Linked DNA regions of Gossypium hirsutum: region 2 is linked to region 1. A link is a contact called in public Hi-C data. All regions are on one chromosome and are shown on one strand. The core of a region is the stretch at or near the end of the contact, and the rest is flanking DNA. Distances in the headings are between cores, read along the strand shown.

Region 1 (7,191 bases), core at 554-3,053:
CTTAAATTTCTTTTGCAATTTTCTCTTCTTGTTCCATTGATTCTGCACTTTAAATATTAATAGATTTTAGTGATTTCCTTATTCAAAGTTTGCAATCAAACAATCAAAACGAGGAATCTTATGTTCTCACTCCATCAAAATCATCAAATCAGAGCTTCATCAAATCCAAATTCAAGAAATTTCTAAACCTTCTTAATTTTCGTTTTATTTAATTGCTTAAATGAACATGAAAATGATAGGGTTTGGGTTTATTAAGATAATCATGAACTAATTTTCTTAGGTAGTTGGTTAATTGAAATGTTGAATAATTATCTTAAGGTTTATGGACTAAATTGAATAATTAGACTAAACTGAATAAAAACCAAAACTCAAAATTAACGACTCTAGGTGAAAATATTGATAAGGGAGATTGAGAGGAAATCTTATTGTGTAAGAATTCAATTGTCCCTATTTAGTTTAAGTTAGATCAAGAGATAAATCGAACTAAAATGTAAATTGGGTAAATTATAGATTGAGAGATATTAACTAATTCGATTAGAAAATTATTCTACTAAATTTCCTAATCTAAGAGTTAATTATGAACATGGAAATTAACCAGCTACCATTTTGTCTTGATTATCTCTTTTACAAATTTGGATATCTTTACAATTAGGTCCTTAGATATTAGTTTAGCCTCAAACATTCTATTTATTTTTTGTTGTACTATAGGTTGTTTAGTACTAACTATTTAGACTTTCTAGCTTGCATTCTTATTGACGTGAATTCAATTTTTTTATCGATCTCTTATGGATTCGATCATTGGGATACTCTATAAGGTGTTTCATTGTATTTTTTTATATAAATATTGCAAGTAGACTTGTTATACCAGCAATACACTGCACATGTTATATATCTTTATAATTTTCTCTGTTGAATACATGTACGCTGAAGCGCGATTTTGTCATAATTTTAAAGTTCAATAGTTTTTAATTAAATTCATATGATAAAGTTAAGGTGCAATAACAATGAATTTATTAAATTATTATACTTCTATGAAAATTTTGAGACTAAAAAATGTTAAAGAAATGAAATTGTAAAAGACAAAATTATATAATAATAACAATATTACATTTTATCAACCAAACATTTGGATCTTATATTCTAGCTAAATGAATCGAAGTAAATTAATTTTACATTCCACTCGTAACCTTGCATTTTTGTAACCTTATTACGAAACGTAATATTTTGTTGAAGGGGACCAAACTTACCATTGGTTGAAGGGATTAAGGCTTCTTGTTGGCACTCGATGACTAAGGTTCAAACTTTGTTGATTAATAACTTCCTCAATTTGTAATTAGACTAGTAGAAAAAAGGCACAATGACAAAATGAGCTCTTAATGTTTACAAATTTTATCTATTTGGCCCTTGTTCTTTTTTAAGCTAAATTTAACCTTCAATATTTTTAAAAATGGTTGAATTTAACTATCAATTTTTTTTAAAAGCTATCAGTCTTTTCGAAAGAGCTAAATTGTTGTTTTTTTAAGAGAAATGCTGACCAAAATATTAAAATTTTAAACATGGTAGCCTATAATGCAATCCGCGTGTACTTCATACAATTTTCTTAAATTTTTAAATTTTTTATTTTTAAATATTTTTATATTATTTGTTAATATGACATATAAGAGAAATAATAATGTGTCAACATCGTATACTTAAAAAATTAATGGTTTAGTTAATATTTTGATAAATTTAACTCAATAAAAAAATGAAAATTAAATTTACAAAAATTGTAAATGTTAACCGCTAATTTGTAATTATCCCATAGAAAATTTTTGGCAAAGCTCGGTCCACAATCAGATCCAGTTGCTCTATCGTAAAAGACGCTGTCGTTTCACCACATCACCGTAAGAAAGCTACTAATCATTCCTTTCTTCTCGTCTCCACTCTTCCTTGAACTCAAACCGGTTTCTTTCCCCTTCGAATGGAAATCGATCCACTTCCAAACGGTAGCGGTTCGAATGCCGCAACAAGCCCCGAAACCGCAGCAGCGACAACCGCAATTACCGTCGCATCGAACACGACGCCGTCCTCGAAATTGAGCCATCTGACGGAATCGTTAAAATTAGAGCACCAATTCTTGCGTGTTCCTTTTGAACATTTCAAGAAAACAATCCGAACCAATCACCGAACAGTCGAGAAAGAAGTCTCTGCCGTTATTTCAAGCGTCACTGACGTGGCTGACTCCGACGAAATATCCAAAGACGATGCCATTTTGAGTCTCACTTCCCTTGTTTCCCGTTTGCAAGGCATCAAGCGCAAGGTAAAAGAAGAGATTTTTTCTTTCTTTCTTTTTAAGTTAATTTAATGTGATCTGTATTGGAATTAGCAAAATTATGTTCCTTTTAACTTTTGGAGGTCTAAAAGGCAGAAAGTAGTTTTGGATATTTTGAGTGAAAAATGGCTATGTTTTTATATGATCTAAAATTAATGAATTTTTATGAAAATGAAGAGAATAATTAATTCGATGTAAAAGAGCTGGACTTGTATGAAAGTTGAAATTTTGACAATTTCACTTAAATTTGATAATATGAATTTGTAGAATTAAAGCAAGAATAAATCTAAAACTCGTCAATTTGTATGGAAAGTTGAAATATCGAATAAGTTGAAGAGTTTTGAATCTTATCTTACTGGATTAAGGGATAAATTATGTTTAATTGCAAAACTGTCTAACCTAAATTAAGTAATGGTCTGTAGAAACCCCTGCCAATATTGTTCACTTTTTTGCTTTACATACGCGCGCATACATATATCTGTTTATCAATCGGCATTTTACGTAATTCAATAATTTTTATTCAATTTAACAAGTATAACCTTTGCAGATTAGTTGGTCGCTGTATTTAGTAGTCACGGTAGATTTATTTTTCTTCTTATCTGAGCAACTGGATTGTATTTTGTGTTTTAGTAATTTATTATCCAAAGTACTGAGTAGCCCTTCTTAAGTCGTTAATGCATAGTGATCTACTAAAGTCTATATGTTCTTTATCATCCAGTTGGAAGAGGGGAGTCATGCAGAGAACTTGCAAGCTCATAGGTGTCGTGCTCGTCTTGATCACTTAGATTCAGCTGATGCTGAGAACCTTTCTGAATGGAATAATGTGCAATTGAAGCGGATCCTTGTGGACTATATGTCGCGTATGTCATACTATGACTCTGCAATGAAGCTGGCAGAAAGCAGCAACATACAGGTACTTTACATGCTTGCTTCATTTCATATAGACATGACAATGTTAGACCTGACATGAAGAAATAACAGTAACACAACATATACCATGTCTCCAAACCTATATATATATTATTAAGGTATCAAATTTATATAAATTAAATACCTTGAATGCGATAATAACATGGTGAAATGTATGCACGAATTCTCAATTCTAATTTCATAAGTTTTCTATGGAGTTAGCCACTAAAAGTATGCTCTGCCTTTTTTTATAATCAGAGAATAAGATAGGACTAACAAGCAGAATTACATTGAATCAGGATGGCATTGTATTTTCTTTATATTAATACATGTTTTAACCTTTTGAATTAGAATGTTTTGTCATTCAGCAGTTATCTAGCTTTGGCTGGACAGTTTTTTTTCCTTAAATGCTCATCACTGAAAACATTCTTGTCATCTTTGCCTGTATCTTCACAACATTTTCCAATTAATTCCTCGTATAACTGTGGAGGTCCAATAGAGGCTTTATGCTTGTTTTGGCATACATTTAGAAGTTACGGCTGTTCATAAGTTTCACATCACATGCAACCTCTCTAGAGAACTAGCTTGGTTTAACCAAGATTCTGCTGTTTTCTTTGAATTAAACATGTCTTTATATAAAATAAATAAAATTATCTTTTCCATCACCATTTGCCTACAAATATGCTTATACTTAATTGAATGTTTTTGTGCCAGGAACTTGTCGATATTGATGTTTTCCAAGAAGCTAAGAAGGTTATTGATGGCCTTAGAAATCAAGAGGTGGGTCCTGCCCTTGCCTGGTGTGCAGATAACAAATCAAGGTTGAAGAAATCCAAGGTATGCATTCATTCATTATGTCTTCTTCGTTATCATGATCGTTTTCCTCTCTTTGTTCCACTTGATGTTTTAACCTCCACGATTCTCTAAGAGTTAAATATACTTGAGCTGTGATTTTGGATTATCAGCATTATGCTATGTTAAATTTCTCTCTTAACTGCATTCATTAAATATAGATTTTTTTTTAATACTTGCTATAAAAAATGTGGGCACCCTTAAACATTTCGACCTGAGATTTCAGATTGTATCTAGTATTATATCTCAGATTCAATCATTTTTGTTCTTCTTTTATGAAAGAGCAAATTCGAGTTCCAGTTGAGACTTCAGGAATTCATTGAATTGGTACGAGCTGAGAACTACATGCGCGCTATTTCGTACGCTCGAAGGTACCTTTCCCCATGGGGAGCAACTCATTTGAAAGAATTGCAACGAGTCATGGCAACTTTGGCCGTTAGAAGCCACACTGAATGTGCAAAATACAAGGTGAATTTAATCCCTCTTTAAAATAGACTACTGGTTCAAGTTAGTTTATTTGCTTGTTATGCTCAGTGGAATGACTGGTTTACAATGCTAAAGATGAAAGAACAGGAAGTAATCGAAGCAAAAATCAAGCATATCAATTGCTTGATTTACATCATCAATGACCTTATAAATGTGGCATATTAGTAATATACAGAGCAAAAGAAAATGTGTAAATACCCCTAAATTCCATGTACTATAGGGTTTGGAGCAATTTAGTTCCTCTAATATTAGGAATTGAGCAAATAAGGACTGTTAGTCGGTGTTAATAGTTTCCGTTGGTTTTATATGACATGACAATTAAAAAGAAAGAAAAATCCAACTCTAAAAGAAGAAACACGTGGCTTATGATTGAGCTTTCTTTATTTGATTAATCCATGCCATTTTGTAATAAAAGAAAATGAATAAATTCGTAGATTGGTTACTGGCTAAGGGAGAAGCAAAAAAAGGGAAAAATGAAGAAGTGCTGAGGGTTTCAATTCTGAAAGTTGGGGACTGAAAACACAATTTTGATTTTATGATTTGGAGTCTCCAAAATCATGGGCTTGGGTTTTAGTTTTGAACAAGAAATCGAAAAACAATGGTTGGTTTAGGGTTTCACGATTTGGGATTTCTAAAACAACTGTTTCCAATTGGGGTTGCTTTGAGTTGCAGTTAGGGTTCGTAATGATGGATTTCAGATTTCTGATCAGATTTCCAGTGGCTTTCAACTTGATTTCGCACAGATTTTGGGTTGTTGATGCCGTTGCTTCAGTTTGGATTGGGGCCATTAATGATGAATTTCAAATTTTGAGCGGCTGATTGGGTTTCACATTGTTGCTACTGTGTTTTTTTTGGGTGGGTTAATGGGTAACCTCGAGATGCCATAACCCTTTTGTTTTGTTGCCGGTGTCGTAAGAACTAGAAGTCGAATTGGTTGGATCTTTGGTTCCTGGTTGAACCAGATGGCTCAGCCACTTTAAAAAATTTTAAAAATAAATTAATAATTAAACAATTCCATAAAAATATTGAAACTTAGAAAAGAAAAATAAAAAATATATTTACAAAAAATTGAAGATAAAAATAAAGGAAAACATAGTAAAAAAGATTCAAATTTTTATTAAAAATTAAAAATAAATAAATAATCTGGTTTTTTTGAATTTTTTTTAACCAGTTTTTTTACTGGTTTGAAACGGTTCTACCTATTTCAATTATCTGGTCTGTCTGGTCACAATATTGTGTTTTCTTTTGTTTTCTTTTAAGTCTAATTACGTGGATATTAGGGTAACATTCATAAGGAATGATCCTATAACATTTTGACATGTCTTTTAGAGTTGGATTTTTTTAATTGCCACATCAGATAAAACTAACAGAGACTATTAATTTTGCTATTGATTGTTTGTATTTGCTCACATTCTAACAATAATTGACAAACAATCCTTTAAATGTGGAACATTAGTAATAGACAAACAATCTTGTTTTTGGCACTAATTTTTTGTATTTGGATAATGCAGCTAAAATTTTATTATTTTAGAGCATTACATCTTTTCGCCTAATTTTATTCTGCAGCTCAACAATCCTATTGCTTTCTTTCCATGGTATGTTTGTAGGAATGATAGAAAATTGGAAAGAAAAAATAATGTTCTTTCCACCTATTGCTTGATATGATTGAGAAATGAGGAAAGAAAATTGAAAGTATATTATTTTATCATTTTAGCCTCTTTAAGTTAAGATACTATTATAGCCTCTTTCCACCTCTTGCTTGATATGACTGAAAAATGAGAGGAAAGAAAATCTGTTGTTAGCACCTGTACTTTGACAAAACTTGAGATTTAGTCCTTGTACTTAAAAGGGTAAAAATTAAGTTCTCTTACTTTTTTTATTTAAAAATCTTAGTCCAATTAAAATTGTAAGTATTTTCCATCAATTTGGCATGATGCTTAGGCTGCTGTCATTTTGCGTGGTATATGATATTGATAGACAAAAATAAACATGTTAAATTGACATATTTTAACGAAAACTACCAACGATGATAATGATTGAACTAGGATTTTTAAATTGAAAAAGTAGGAGGATTGATTTTTTAACTTTTAAAGTATACGGGTTAAATCTCAAATTCTATAAAAGTACAGGGACTAACAGCGTATTTTAACCTTCTAAAACATGATAGATGAATTCGTAAATATCCAGTAATATGCACATGGCTCGCACCATTCATTTCTTTCATATTTTCTTTCCAATTTGGAGTGATTTGCTTTTGTTATTAGGTTTAAAAAATGACACTGCTTTATATTTTTTCTTCTCCCTTTTCTTTCCTACCAAGCATTCTAAAAATTCATTTTCTTTCACTCTTTTTCTTTTCTTTCTTTTTTTTATTGGTCAAGAAAGGAACTGCATTCATAAAAAACAACTAAGTCTTTATCTGATACAAAATAACCCCTTTAGCGTCCACTTCAAGTAGCGGAATAACAGTAGTAGGAGGGGAATTACAAATACAAAAGCAAAGAGAAAATTACAATATGAGGGAGAGGATGTTTGAAAATTACTCCCTAGTTGGGCAAGGGCATATACACATCTGTTCCCTTCACGAAAGATGTGACTCAAGCTCCTAGAATTCAAAGTTTGAAAAGTCCGCA
Region 2 (7,693 bases), core at 2,111-4,610, 640 kb before region 1:
TGTTTGAAAAAAATTGAGTAGACTTATGTTTGTATCCTACACTTATACCACTGATCCACCTCAAGAGCGCTGCACCAGCAATCAATCATGTAAGAATCTAAGATCTTTACAAGGTTTGGATACGAGTAATTTAGTAGAGGGCTTACCAGCTTCGAAGTCAACATGCCATTGACACAAAATAGAAATGATACTGAATGAACATAGTAAATTCTATGTAACTTTGATTCTTCATTTTCTTATAGTACATTTGACACATTTTCGGACATTAAATATGAGAATATGATCTTCAAATACATGAAAAAAACTAAAATAAAAATTAATATAAGCGCATCTGACACACCTATATCTAACAAACACCCAAATCCAACTGACATAAGTTAAATTTTATATGAAGCAAAGACTTTAGTTGAATGATTCCTTTCAGATAACAAAGAACAAATAAAAGAAAATTGAATTTCGAATATGAGAGAAGAGCTTACTCAATTACCAGTTCCCGAATAACACCGGGAAGAACACCATCGGAAACAGGCGCCGTCTGTACTTCAACGGAATACACATTATTGTAGCCATCCAGGTATTTCCCCTCTGCTTCACTCATATCCTAAAAGCAAATGCCATAGGAGAATACAGATAATAAAATTAAGAGAAGAACAAAGGAAGCACATAAACACCCATAGCTACACCAACACAACACAGAATGAAAATCGCTATAAAATAGTCGTAAAATATCATGAAAATCCATATTTTTCTACAATTCAGCCAGGCTCTTAGATTGTTAGACCTATGTTTCTTAGACCTGGGTATGAGTATCATATACAAGTGTGTATCAAATATGTTTTTTTTTCCTATGTTTTTCTATGTATTTGATGAATCCAAATCATATCCACATAATCATATCCACATACCCATATCTGAATATGCATTGGACACAAATCTCGAACAAAAGTACTTCAAGAAAAATGAAAAACTGGAATAACATAGTTCAAACTACTATCTTAATCTTTCTCCTAAAGTTGGCATCTAAAACCAGAAAATCATTCGATGCATGAAACATATACTCCCAATATAATGCTTAGAGCAAACAAGTCATTCACATAATTCTATGTTTCTGGCAGTTGTATGAGTGTCCAGCACTGATATGTGTAAATTTCTTTTTCTTCTAAATTTTCCAAATACAAGGGTCATATCATATCCCCCATACTTATTGTTGAGAAAGTCTTGGATACAAGTGTTGAATACAAGTATTTTAAGAAAAATAGTGTCAAAGTACCCTAATAAACCCTTCCAAGTGTAGGTTCTGAATTCTTGAACACTTACCCTTTGGCATATGACAAAGAAGTTTGTCATGCAGCCTTCAAGTATTCGATCACCATCGTTAGACAACAAGAGCTCAGTCACTGAAGGAGGCCTCAATTTCTCCAATGGCTTCCTTAACCTATGCAGAGTGTAAAGTTGTCAAATCGAAAGTTCATCACAAAATATCGAAAAGATATAAAGAAAACCAAAAAGTTCACATATATACGCATATATATATAATTATCTTGGTCCAACTCTTCATATTTCTATCCGATATCCATGTCCAATGCATACCCTGGCATTGATATTTCTATCCGATATACATAGAAATTTTGGGAAAAATTGTGCATACCCATGTTGGACATATATTTGTAATTGACTCTCACATCCAAGTCCGACTAACATAAATTATCCACCAAAAAGAAAGACGAAACAACCTCAATAAGTCAATTTACGTTTTTCTTCCACCTGCATCTTAAATTTTCACATTTTCATGAAAATCTCAACTTATTTTCTTCCAAATGCAACTTGGCAATATCATACACCAACAACACATGAAAAATGTAACTAAAACATATTGCAGATGTAAAAGTAACATGAAAAAGATATGGATATATGAATGTATCAAAATGATTTAATTGTGAAATGTTCCCAAGAAATTTATAGAAATATTAAAAATTTTAAATATGATTATGACAATAAATAAATAAATAAATAAAGACAGGATACTAATACAAGAATTACAAGCAATTCTAACCTTACCCAATCTGAATACTTAGCATCGGCAAGATCCCTTCCGTGACCCACCAAAGCCAAATGTGCTCCACTTTCTTCTATCCCAAACACAGGAGGAATATAACTCCCTATATGCAAATGAAGATCAAGAACCTGAAAAACTCCTTTATCATCATCATCACCACCACCACCAACATTCTTCATTGCCTTCAGCTTCTCGATATCCCCAGAAACAAGAGCAGTAACCGCCAACTCCTCCCCTTTAGACCTCTCCTTGAGAGCAATGGGTAAAACTTGACTCAATGAATTACTAACCAATGACCGAATCCTTGACTCCCATTTCAATGCAGTGACAGGAAAAGGAGAAAATAACAATGGGCTTTTCTTGTTCGTCTTGAATATGAGTTCTGGGTTTGAATTTAGTAGAATTCTTGTAGAATTCGACAATCTTTTTAAATGTCTCTCCCAAAACAAAAGGGTTGTTCCATTTTCATGCGTTCTAGTTGTTGTGTAAGATCCTGAGAGTGGGAAAACTTAATTTAATTAAGTGTTTTGCAAATTTTCAGTAAGATTTTTCTTCTTTTTTTTTGTTGACTGAAAAAGAATGGAAAGAGATGGAAATGGGTTTGGGTTTTAGTACCTGGAAGGGATTCAAGGAAAGTAGTGATGGGAGGAGCATCGGAGGAGCAAGAAAGGACGCCCTTGCTGTAGAGAAATCTCATGCTGTCCATCTTTTGCTCTGGCAGCATTGGACAGATAAATTGAAGTGGTATTAGTAGATTGGGCTCGGGTTAAAAAAACTAAAGGTAAACAAGTGAGAAATAAAAATAAAATGGAGCAACATAAATGATACAATTATACAAATAAATAGGCAAATGCCTAATTTATTTTTTTAATTAGGCTCTTAAGTTATTTTCTTTTTTTAAATGGAGAGAAATAGGATGTTTTTGAAGGATTAAAATAAAGAGAGGATGAAGGATAGAATTTAAAATTGCATGTTCTTTGATGGCAGGTTAGATTGATAGGTAAGAAAGTAGAAACTAGATTTTAGGCTTTGTTATGGCTTTGGGCTTGGGCTTGGTTTTTGTGTAAGAATGGGTTTGGATATTGGGTTTAAGATATTTGGGTTTGAGGTTAATTTTCTATACTAAAAATTTGTATTTATAAAATATGAAAATATATGCATATATAACCGAGTTAGGTTTGGGTTTCAAAAATTCTATTCAAAGCTCAACCCGAATAGAAAACGGGCTGACATTTTTACCCAAGCTCATTTTTCAAGCTTTGTTTACTTGTCCAAACTTTCTCATATTTCGAGCATGTCTTTTGACTTGGGTAAGTAACTCAACCCTTGGACAACTCTGATGCCACCCTATTTATAGGCAACCCCAACTTGATCCTACTATTAGAAATGTCCCACATGGATGGCTAGGATCAATTATAGCCTAATATATCTCCCTAAGGCATTTTTTTTTGCCTTCTAAGGCGATTTAAGGCCATTTTAAGCCATTCTCATGCACCCTAGCCCATTCTAGGCACTTCTGGTAAGTACTGGAAGGTTCCAATCGATTCTAGTGCTTCTCTTGCGCTCCATGCCCTTCTAGCATACCCAAGGCAGTTTTGGCGTGCTTGCTCACCTAGCCCTACTAACTTGGTTTTAACTCCCTAGCAACCCAATTCTCCTTTATCCATTGCTGCTTACGAGTTTTCTCAGTTCTAGAGGGTTCCTTAAGTTGCACCACCATTCTGAATGCTTTTCCAATCTTCTAAAGACTTCTCCTACCTCTAGAAGCTTAGCCACCCTTATTAGAGGCCCAAACCCTTGATATCTCGAGAACTCTTCTAGTGCCTTGGTTGGCATTTTTTAACCTCATTGGCACTCCTATTTGCCTTCCTCGGTCTCAACACATGGTAATATGACACCAGCTTATTACATACTTCATAAATCCATTCATAAGGGAAATTGGGATTATCAATACTTGAAGAGTACATGAAAAAAATCTCAATAGTCTCAATGATACAGGTTCAAATTTTGATTCAGGTAATTAAGAAATTAGTCAAGGATCAAGAAATCATGATAAAAAGTATATGTTAAATGCTAGAAAGAGAATAACCCAACAAATATGGAATGTTCAAGTAATTATATAAAATTGCATATAATGTTTGCTTCTCTTGTTACTTTTATCAATGATCATATTGTCTGACTCCTTTTTTAAATTAACATATGATTATTTGATTTTAATTTTTACTTCTTGTTTAAAAAAAATTCTCAAGTATTATTGATAACATTTTTATAATAATTAACATTTAAAAAAAATTGTAACTATGTGATTATAATTTACATTACCAAACATAATCTAATGAATCACAATGTTATACCATGTGGGAATTTATAATTCCTCATAATTACAAGTGAATATAATTAATGCCCAAATAATTACACTTTCATCTAATTAATTTGTGGTACCCAAATCTACTCTTAGGGTGTCTTAGTTTCACGGAAAATGTTTTATGCATTTCCCTATGATTGTTTCATGGAAAAATAACTTGTTCAATGGAAAATAATTTACAGGAAATAAGTCTCTTTTCTTGTAATTGATTTATCCTTTTGAAACTGGTAAGTCACTTTCTAAAGAGTTCTTTTGTGAGTAATTTTATTTTTATATAAAAATTAAATTGAATCAAGTCTAATATTATTATATTAATATTTTAATTTTAATTTTTAAACATATTTAAAAATATTAAATGTTGATATAAAATATTATAATTTTTAATATGATTAAACATACATACTTAATTGTTTATAATATAATAAATAATTATTCTAATAAATTATTTAATTTTATAATTTTATTTTAATAATTAAAATTTTGAAAATAATAATGTTAAATTTTAAGTAATATTCTTAATATATTATCGAAAAATATTTATATTAATATTTTAATAATAAATATAAATTACAATCTACAAATATTTAATAATAGATGTTTTATGATATAAAATATGATTAATTTAATTAAATCAAATATGAGTATTTGTTTAAACCATTCTTCACTTTATTTATTCCTACCAATTCTAATGCGTCATTTTCCACTCATAATAAATTAAAATTTAATTTACAATTTTATTATTAAGTTTATATATGATAATGTTACTATAATATTTTGTAACAAATATATTTATGTTGTGTTTATTTCACTAAGAATAATTTTTAGAAAATAATTTTTAAGAAAATTTATTTAACAATGAAAAATATTTTTCACAAAATTATCTGAATACTAAAAATGATGACTTTTCAAAACAATCCATTTTCTAAAAGTTATTTTTTGAATGCTTCTCTTAGAAAAACAAAACGCAACGTTAAAAGTTACATATATTCTCAATTGATAATTAAAATTATTAATAAATTAAAATAATGATTAGAATTATTTTAATTTAAAATATTATACATTCTTAACAATTATCATTCCAAAAAATGCTCCTGATTTGTTTAGTTTTTTGAATGGTTATTATTCTAAAGTTAAAGGTTCATCTAAAATTTAATAAGGTTTAAATAAAAATATTAAACCTAAAAAATAGATTTAAACAAAAAAAATTAAACTCGTTTAAAATATAAGTCACCTTTTAACTTAAATATTCAAGGCCCAAGTTCAACTCAATCTATTTTTAAGTTTATAATATTTTATATTATGTTAATTTTATATATTATATAATTTATAACACAAAAAATAAATTTATACTGAATATATAATATCACTCTAATGCAAACATTAAAATAATATTAGTATAACATTATAAAAAAATTATTATATATTCAATTAAAATAATATAAATATTTTTAAAAAATTACATGGACAATCTTAAAATAGATTTGGTTTGACCTTTTGTAAATATGAACGAGTTTAAACAGAATTTTACATTCATATTTCAAATCAGCTAGACTTAAGCAACATAAAATATATTAGTATCTTGCATAAATTCAATCCAAACTAGGCCAATGAACACCTCACTTTTTTTTCTACCTTTCTTTGGGGTTCAAAGAAAAGAAATGGAAAGGAAAAAAAAGAACTTAATTAAAAGAGAAAAAAACAATTGGGCTATTTTTAATTTGTTTAACATACTATAAATTATTATTCAGTAAAAAAATAAAAAGAAAATGGGAGAAAAAAATAAAGAATAGAGAAAAATGTGTTAAATTTTGTATTAATATTTTTATATTTAAAATAAAATTTACTGTTTTGTAGGCTAAGATTTATTTTATATATTATTTTTAATATGTTCATTGCAGTTTTAATTATTCTTCTAACTCAACACATATGTCATGTTTATTAATAAATTTAAAAAAAGTAATTTATTCTACATGTTAGGAAATTTTTAATATTTAAATAATTTATTTAAAGTGATTGATCTACAAACTAACCCTCGCATTAGCTTATTATACCTGATTAAAAAATTATAATATATTTAATTTTTATAATAATAAATTTTAATTTACAATTAATTTTTACCTTAATTAACTAAAATTTTATAGGGAAAATTAGAAACCCCAGCGGAAGCGGGGATTAAAACTAGCGCTTCAACAGGAAACTTTTCAACCCAAATCACTCAAGGCCTAATCCAAAAAATATTCCTAACTAGATTTTATTTTATTATTTATCAAAATTTTCATTTTTTTTAAAGGAAATCAAGACAACTTCACATTGGTTATAAATTCTGGTACCCTTTTTCTTAAAAAAGGACGTAGTAGGTCCTACCACCTTTCTTTACTGCCAAATTTAGCCTCGTTACCGTAAACAAATAACCCTTTTTAAAGAAATTTTACTTAGTTTATTCAAACTCTTGGCATGAAAGTTTGTAGTACATTCCTTTTAATAAAATTTTAAAATTAAGTAAAACTTTCATTGAAGGAATATACTAAAACACTTTCATGCCAAGAGTTTGAATAAACTACCATTGATAATGCAAAGGACTGCCCTGACTCTTCGGCTTCTTTGGAGCACTCAGTTCCGAAACATTTTTGAACATGAGAATAAGATATGACCCTCCAGAACCATTTAAAAGAAAATCCATGTCGAACAAATACAAGTTACACCCAAATCCAATGATTGGATTGTGAAGCTTATTTGTCAACTAAAGATGTTTGCATGAAGAGGCTACAAGAAGCAAAACTTGACTAACATTAATGAGCCAAAATAAGGTGCACGACAGAACATCTTTCCAGTTTCAAACAAATTGTTTCTCGTTCCCGGTTAAACGTTAGGTTTACACACTCTTAATGCTTCAAGATTCTATGGAGTTTTATGCTAACCCTTCAAGAAAAATGGATTCTCAAGATGAAGCTGGATTACCTGGTTCCTGAATTTGAATGGATGTTCTTGACAAACTAGCTTCAAGTTCATTCAGCTCATCCATGTTAAGTTCATCATCGTCGTCGTCATCATCAAGAAGGATATCTTCAGAATCAGTAGCTGCACTAGCTGTGCCACTCGGCCCAGCTCCCGTTGTGTCATCCTTGCCCTGAAATTGAAGACACTGAAAGTGAGCTGAGAAGAAATATATGAAATGCATTTTAAGTTTTCATGATCCTCATCCTCAGTAAATATACGAGTTTCTACCCACTGTAAAACAGATGATTTTAGCATGTTTCCAATTAAAATTTGAT

What was found. Hi-C and Micro-C count contacts between places; a contact is called where the count stands out from the background.
Region 2: a Hi-C map of leaf shows a contact between it and region 1, with 2.3 times the contacts expected there. The contact joins the promoter of LOC107957156 here to the promoter of LOC107957100 in region 1. A contact is called at or near these places in 4 of 34 Hi-C or Micro-C datasets (all in leaf).

What each region holds. Positions count from the first base shown.
Region 1 is chrA05:86,064,239-86,071,429 of Gossypium_hirsutum_v2.1, reverse strand. LOC107957100 (protein MAEA homolog) reads left to right here and starts at 1,803. Exons shown (of 7, transcript XM_016892522.2): 1 at 1,803-2,299; 2 at 3,030-3,224; 3 at 3,935-4,057; 4 at 4,355-4,540. The coding sequence starts at 1,961.
Region 2 is chrA05:86,704,049-86,711,741 of Gossypium_hirsutum_v2.1, reverse strand. It overlaps LOC107957156, which reads right to left and starts at 3,360. Exons shown (of 8, transcript XM_016892601.2): 1 at 2,672-3,360; 2 at 2,054-2,549; 3 at 1,318-1,435; 4 at 480-601. The coding sequence starts at 2,780. LOC107960498 (zinc finger CCCH domain-containing protein 11) reads right to left here. Exons shown (of 8, transcript XM_016896838.2): 8 at 7,186-7,548. The coding sequence ends at 7,360.